2 separate regions of the Gossypium hirsutum genome follow, and region 2 is linked to region 1. The links are chromatin contacts, called in public Hi-C maps. All regions are on one chromosome and are shown on one strand. The core of a region is the stretch at or near the end of the contact, and the rest is flanking DNA. Distances in the headings are between cores, read along the strand shown.

What was found. A called contact is a pair of places that touch in the nucleus more often than the background predicts.
Region 2: a Hi-C map of leaf shows a contact between it and region 1, with 3 times the contacts expected there. The contact joins the promoter of LOC107922937 here to the promoter of LOC107922981 in region 1. A contact is called at or near these places in 3 of 34 Hi-C or Micro-C datasets (hypocotyl and leaf).

What each region holds. Positions count from the first base shown.
Region 1 is chrA12:83,409,802-83,413,932 of Gossypium_hirsutum_v2.1, reverse strand. It overlaps LOC107922981 (transcription factor MYB4), which reads left to right and starts at 1,868. Exons shown (of 3, transcript XM_041082891.1): 1 at 1,868-2,244; 2 at 2,331-2,460; 3 at 2,567-3,406. The coding sequence starts at 2,112. The coding sequence ends at 3,212.
Region 2 is chrA12:83,602,824-83,606,954 of Gossypium_hirsutum_v2.1, reverse strand. It overlaps LOC107922937 (protein S-acyltransferase 18), which reads right to left and starts at 1,980. Exons shown (of 8, transcript XM_016853142.2): 1 at 1,435-1,980; 2 at 1,230-1,343; 3 at 801-1,130; 4 at 494-561; 5 at 307-359; 6 at 81-209. The coding sequence starts at 1,488. The coding sequence ends at 169.

The DNA.
Region 1 (4,131 bases), core at 619-3,118:
TTATTTTATAGAATTTAAGGTGGGTTTGGATGAATGATACGTTTATCTACGGTTAATGTAAAACTGCAGTGGCGATGAAATTAAATATTGTAATATAAGATAAAAAATAAGTTAAACGCACCGTTCTATTTATCTAAACCCACACTTAATCTCTTTACTTTTTAGATTTTAAAATTTTAATATTATTAACCATTGAACCTGCATTTTAAAATTTAAAAAATAGAGAGGTTAAATTCTTAAAAATAAAATTATAAGGACTAAATTTCAAATTTTGGAAAAATACAAAAATTTATGAATATTTTAACCTTTAATATAATATAATTTGATCTGTTATTATTAAAGAGGTGAAATAAAATTTTATGAATATGTTAACACTATTAGAATTGCTATCAATTAGAAGTTAACATTTTATCGGTAGCAATTAAGAATGTTATCAATTTGGATCTATTACTCCAAATTAAAGTAGAGGTTAAACCGTAAACCTCAACATAATAGAGGGACTAAAACTAGAATTCTGACCTTTTTTTTTGTTTAATGTCTATAGAACGTGTGAATTAATGCCTGCCCTGCCGTCAATGATCGGTTTGTTAATAATAATTATATTAAAGATTCCAACGGATTTTACATTTCAATGCGGGCCATGCCTTTTAAGACAGCTAATGATTTGGAATTTTGCCTAAAATTTGAAAAATTTTCATTATGCTCTTCAATTTTTAAAAAAAAAATTTAATTAGCTCCCTTCAATACTCTCAAAGTGTTTAAAAATTTTAACTAATCCCCCTCCCTCAATTTTTTGGCAAATTTCATTTGAGTTTTTTAAAATATTTATGTTTTTTGAAAATTATAACTAGTCCCGCTAAACTTAATGACACGTTCCACCATTAAAGTCTGAGCTTTTCAGGGTGATGTATAAAGTCATATTGTACCAAAAAGAATGGTGGGGTTGGGCTATAATTTTCCTTGCTGATAAACCTGATAGCTGTTGTTGCAGTTCATGTTACTGAAAAATATGTTGGTTGATTTCATAAAATACAAACTACGTAGTCACTTTCAATATTGTACATGTACATGTATGTATTTATATGTATATATGAAAAAGATAGCAGCTTTGCTCTGTTTCTCATTTATGGTGATTGTCCTTGTCAACAATGCATTTCCATTTTCAGATAATGATAAAGGGGGGAAATCAGGGGCCAAAATTTGTTTTTTATGGATTAGAAATGAATAAAAAAATTTAGGGGTTATACTAATAATTTCTTAAAAATTAAACCCCTTGTATGAAAATTTTTATTTTCGAAAGTAAACTACAATGCCTCCTTTCCCTCCATCCTGACGAAAAATGTTCGAAGCTAATCTATTGAGACTTCGAGATCCTTGAGATAAATTGTATAAAAACAGTTAATTTCTTAAATGGTCAAACTCTGGATCAAAGTTAACTATGGAATAGAGTGAGGGAATGTTTGCAACAGATAAAGGATTTTCGTGTGAATCATGTCTTGAGGCATAAAGAATTATGTGGTGAATAGTATGAAGAGTTTGACTATAACAATAGTTGTTGTATTGAGGATTTTTGAAGAACCTTATTGAACAGTGCATGACATTATGATGGCTGAGGTTTCTAGCTTAATGTCTGAAATTGGTTGATAATTTTATATTATATTGTACTCTTACTTATTATTGATATTATCTTTTTAAATTAAAACAAAATTAATAATTTATGGATGAATTTTTTATAATAAAAAAAAATGTCCCACCGGAGAAGACATCAATCGCAGTTCTTTTGGTGAGACACATGCAACTCGGGTTAACTCATCTCCGACCCCATATGATAGAATGATAATAAATAAATAAATAAAAAGAGGTGGGGGGGCTTATTTGAATGCGCCTTTTCTCTCTCTTATATATTAATTCGACGCCCTTTTCTAAGCAACATCTTCATTTTTCTTGCTTCTCCTTAACCAAAATCCACATCTTTCATTCTAATATGCAAAAAAGAAAACATGGTTGTTTGATATCTGACAAATTTTCCACCTAGGAATCAGTGAAGTGTGTGTTCTGTTCTGTCTGTATCTTTTTCTTATACTCATTGTAACTTTGGTCTGGTCTCAAAAATGGGAAGGCAATCTTGTTGTTACAAGCAAAAGCTTAGGAAAGGTCTTTGGTCCCCTGAAGAAGATGAAAAGCTTTTAAGGCATATTACAAAGTATGGCCATGGTTGCTGGAGCTCCATCCCTAAACAAGCTGGTAGGTACCATATACATATACATATATGTATGTATGCATGTATGTGTTGATGAATTGTTTATAAAAAAATATGGATGATTTGGCAGGGTTACAGAGGTGTGGGAAGAGTTGCAGGTTGAGGTGGATTAATTATTTAAGGCCTGATTTAAAGAGAGGCACATTTTCACAAGAAGAAGAAAATCTCATAATTGAACTTCATGCAGTTTTGGGGAATCGGTATATACATATACATATACATATACACACATATATATATATGTTTCTTCTTCTTCTTATTGGGATTTTTATGGAGAATTCTGGGTTTTTCTCGGTTTTCAATTAGGTGGTCTCAAATTGCTGCACGATTACCAGGAAGAACCGACAATGAAATCAAGAACCTATGGAACTCTTGTTTGAAAAAGAAGCTTAAACAGAAAGGCATCGACCCTGTCACTCACAAGCCACTCTCCGAGGTCGAAAATGGCGAAGGAAGTGGAAGCAACAAGCCATCTTTGGTGGGTCATCATCCAATTCATCAATATACATCGCCGCCCCCACCACCACCACAGCTCTCCTCTAACTGGTTCAACCCTGAATTTCCACCGCCCATGACCGCCTCTTATGGACCCTTATACTATGGAACCACCACCGGTGGCTCAGCCAATAACTCAACTTGGGGATTGGTTCAAACACAAACTGAAGAAGAAGAAGAAGAAGAAGAAGAAGAAACCAAATGGACTGAGTTTCTTAAAAACCCTTTATTAATGGCGGCTGCTTTACAAAATCAAACCCCACAATCTTATTACAATATCGAGATCAAATCAGAGCCTTGTTACTTAACGAATAGTTCATCATCATCATCAAACGATATGTGGTGGCCTCAGACCCGACAACAGCAGCTACCACTACAACATGAACCTTTACAAAATCCAGACATATGTGGTAAGGATATGCAGAGACTCACAGCAGCAGCTTTTGGACATATTTAGGGGTGTGTATGTACCCCAAAATTTTTTTTTTTTAAATTTTTGCCTTCGTTTTCATGTACATTGGTCTGATACAAAAAAAAAAATTTATCAATGTCTGTTCTTTTTGTACTATTTGTGAGCAAAACAAACTTTGTAGTTTGTTATTAGCCCTTTTGTTTCAATTTTCAATTTTCAAATTTGTTGTTGTTTTATTATTTTCTACTCTTGTTTGCCATTGTTGCCGATGATCATGTTTGTGCATTGAAATGTTGAATTTCCCTTCTTTTTTAATAGAGAAAAGAAGAAAGAATATGATTTAATATTTGATAGATTGACGGCCGGAGTTTTTTACATTATAATCAGATTTAAAAAGGCTTATTATTGTATATTTAAGAAATAAAAATATAATTTTATAATTCTCGTAAATTTAAAATTTAGTTTTTGTACTTTTATTTGTCTCAAAATTTTGTTTAGTTTCATTTATTTTTGTTTTCTTTGAAAATGGAATTTATTGAAGAAAATGTTGAAATTTTTAAAAATGATTTGAGGAAAATGAAAAATATGTGAAAATTAAAAAACAATTAAATTTTTTTATTTTTTTATTATAAAATGCTTTGTAAAAGTGAAAATGATGAAAACAATAATTTTTAATATCAAATTAATTGACTATGGTTCAAAGCCTTATAAACTCAAAAATATTTTTTTTCAATAGTTTTTCTAATATTAGATCTTGTACTTTGGTTTGAATCCATACAGAGTGTAAATTTTTTTATTTTATTTCGATTACAGAAAAATAGTTATTAAACATGTTTTTATGCTTCCATTATTAAAAACAAATTTTTATTTTATTTATCAAACGTGTTTTTCAATTTAAAAAAATAAAAAAATGAAAATAGAAAATATTTTCCGGAACCAAACGTTGTCAACTTTCTATATTTTA
Region 2 (4,131 bases), core at 731-3,230, 190 kb before region 1:
CCCAAACCAGATTTTTTGCATTCAAAATGAACTCCAATAAGAGAGATTTTCCAATGTGGAAAAGAGATAATAATATTTACTGTTATAGTGGCAAGAAATTCTTTAGGGAACTTTATGTAAAGCCTTTTCTCCAGTTCTTGCTCTATTCCCTTCTTGTCCACAAAGCACCTAATAAATATAGCAATTGCAGTGCCTCCTTCTAGAATCAGCTATTGTAACAGTAACAATTAATTGTTAGGACACCATAATAAACTTAGAATTTGAAGCCTTTTTGGAGCATTTGAAGGACATAGAAAAGCCACTTACCATTAGCAAGACAAAAATCGTTAGAAGAATGACTGGTGTATAGTTTCTTTTGCCTACACAATTGTTCAACCACCGATATATAACATAAAAACAAGCAAATCTATATCAATAAACATAAATTGGTTCTAAAATTACACTAAAAACTTAAAAAGGAAACAAAAACTGACAGACCAAAATTGGTTCTTACCCTGAAATGATGATCAAAACCTTCAACACACTAGTTGCAAGTCCTACAATGCTTGCTATGTTTTTCACCTAAGATAAAGCATAGAAGAATGTAAAAGGTTTTTTTCCGATGCAATCAATCATTATAAGCACTAAACTAAATAACTAATTATAACTAAAAGAACCCATGCATTTACATAAGGTGAGACTCAAATCTCAAAGTCTCTAGGGCCTCAATCTTGCCATAGAGACAAAGCCTCATTAGTGTAAATGATAAATGCAAGTAGTGATTTTGTTTTTGTTTGGAAAGCTAGAAAAAGAGTGCAAACCTCAAAATCACATAGAGAACAATAAGAGATATTATCATCCTCTTTAACATCAGGTGAAACTGCATCATTTTTCATGACAAGGGGAAATGGTAACAATGGTTCCATTTGGAAATTGGTTTTCCATGGATCCAAATACTTCCTCCTTATAAAAGTCCTTAGAATCTTCTTCTCCAGCCTCCTAAAAAACCTTACAACAATCTGGGTCAATATGAATCCATAATTTGGCTTCAAAATCCCTTTAGATTTCCCTTTTATCTTCTTCTTAAAGCTGGTTTTATCAGTAGGATCAATAGCAGTACACCTAACAAACAGGAATATAACTGAGAATGCCTGTAAATGAAAAAAAAAAAACAAATCAACCCCATTGAAAGTTAGCAATAAGAAAACACAAAAAAGGGGTTCACATTTTTGGTTTGTGAAGATCATTACCACAAAGGAAAAGACCGTTGTGGTAGTGATTTCAGCTATTCTGTTCCCAAGCAAAAGCCCTAAAAATGTATAAAATGCCACAACTAGGAAACTAAAGACTGCCATTCCCACCATCTGAAAAAAAAAACCCAACAATTTTGATTTCAGCCAAAAAAAAACCGTAAAGAGTTCCAAAGCAAAAGACGGGTTTTTAACTTTTATTTACCTGTAAAGGATGGAGAGGTCGCTGCCAACCATGGCGTCTCATGATCCTCATCATGCTCTTAAAACTTTATTTTGTTTTTCAATTTTTTGAATACAAAACTAAAACAACAGCAGATTTTTTTGGGGTATTAAAGTAACTTAAATAAATTCAAGCTACTTATGAAACAATGCCAAAATCCATGGTATATGGTTTCAAAGTTGAAACTATGAAATTTCCTTTTGTTTTGCTTTAGTGAATATATGTTGGCTCTTGAATCCCCTCAAACGTTCGATTTTTGGAAAGGCGATTTGAAATTTGAATGGCGATTGTGGATGTAAAATCTGGCCCATCATCTAACGGCTGTAAATTCATCACCGCCATCATCATAATTTCTTTTTGGTTAAAATTTAGTCCCTCGACGCGAATGGACTTGGCACCCCGGTTCGATTCCTCTAGGCCGTAACACCAAAGCTTTCACGTGAAGGCTTTCCGTGCCGTTTTGACTCCAAATTTGAGGCTATTTTCAACCTTTTTCAAGGCTTAAAGTCCTAGCTATTATTGTAACCCTTTTTTAGGTAAAATAGACTTCATAAATAGGATTTTTTAGAGGGTTAGAAACAACTTTTACTTTTGTAGAGTTTTTAGCTTATTGTAATTTTTATTGTTTTTGTTCTTTTATTTAGCATTTGCATGTGTTTTATGTAATTATAAATATTCAGTTTTATTGAAAATTAGGTTCAAAATTTAGTTGCTTAGAATATTTGTGTTGTTAATTAAAATAATTAAATCTATAATTATTTAATTGATTCTAATGCTTGTAAGAAACAACGTAGTTTGATATAAGCTATGTATGCAATTTATATTGTGTGAACATGCAATCTCATCTAAGTAAACCCCACTTGTGTGTGTTTGTTGGTTAGAATTGGACCTCTCTTTCTTAATGTTATCAGTAAGCTAACTCCTCTGAGCAAAGTTGTAGGATTATTTATTGATAAGGGAAATCATTTCAATGAGTTTCCTCTTGGTTATTGACAATGTAAGGTTGTATGTGAATAGGGTTGTATACACAAACCTCAAACATGGATTGTAAAACAAACATAGAAAGTGCCAAGCAAACATGAATAGGATTGTATGTGAATAGTGTAGTTTCTTGATAACTTGCATATTTAGAGTTCTTTTAATTTAGTTTCCATAGTATCTTAGGAGGTAATTATAGCATTTAGATTAGTTTTTATTGCATTTTATAGTTTTTATTGGATTAATTAGATTTTATTTAAATTTTGTTCATTCCTTTTATCATTTTTAGATTTAGTTTAGATTTATTGGTTATTTTCCTTTTTCCCATTATAGGTCTTAGATGAAGAATGGAAGACTAGGAGCATATAGTAAAAAGTAGTGAAGAGAAGTCTTTCGCTCCACTGGATTTGATTCAGTGTGGTGGAGCATGCTCTCTAATTTAGAATTTGACAGTGAGTGTTTTGCTCTACTGCAATTTTTGCGTTCGGTGGAGTGGCACGATTAAAACCCTAAAAATAAGGGTGATGAGAGTTAAGAGGAAAAAAAGGAGGAAAAGAGTAGGAAAGAACAACTCTTTCATAAGAGTAACTTCAAACTTGCAAAGACAAGAAGAAAAAAGAGATCTGAAGCGCTCAACATAAATTCTTCAACTATTTTTTCTCTAGATTATTTCTTTTTACTTTTTTATGCAAGTTTGTTTTGAATCTCTTTTTGTGTGGTTTTCTCAACTCAATATGAATCAAACTCTATTTTCTTGGAATAAAGATGGATCCTATTTCTTATTTAATTAATTTATTTTCTTTTTGATTGTTTGATCTTTACTAATTATTTATTCAAGTTTGTGCTTATTTAATCTACTTACATGATCACCAAGTTGCATTAATTTGATAATCTTGATTTGTCTTGGAAGAGAAAATTAAGGTTTAGATCTAGACAAAATAAATTAGGATTAACTTCAGTAGTGCTAATGAATAAATTAATTTGCGGCTAGGATAAGAATATACATGATGTCCTAATCAACCTAATAGGTTTATTCTTAGTGACTTCACCTAACTTGCTTAGCATAGGAATATAGCTAGTGGGGAAGGGTGATTAACTTAGCTAGATATCGGAAGGGTCCAACAATGTCATTGAATCCTGGAATAATAATTACATAGATTGAACAATTGAACAAGAGATAATTGATTAACTGAGTTAGGTAAAGTTAGAGTTACAAGTCTTTAAAATTGATTGAGAAATTTAGAAATTTTCATTGTTTTAGTTTAATAAAATCTCCTTAATTAGCTTAGTTTAATTTAATAGTAATTAGAATTTATTTTATTGATATGGATTAGATAAAAATTGAATAGTTGGTACTTAGCAGCTTAGAATTTGATCATTTTGGGAACGATATCTTCTTATCACTTTATTACTTAAACGACATGTGCATTTGCATTACAAATTTTCACTCATCATTTATCGTTTAACTAAGGGGAAATGCTCCGATTACCCTCTAGCTTTGTCCTATTTAAAACATGTAGATCAAATTTTAAGTACATGCACACTTGTTACATAGACAAAGTTGATTTAGTCTTAAAGAAAAAAACGTAAAGTTTAATAATAATGTGTGTTTTTGAACATATTAGGTATACAAGTTATTCATGTAGTTAATATAAATGTGTTTCAAATTTGATATCCACATATTTTGAACATGCTCCATAT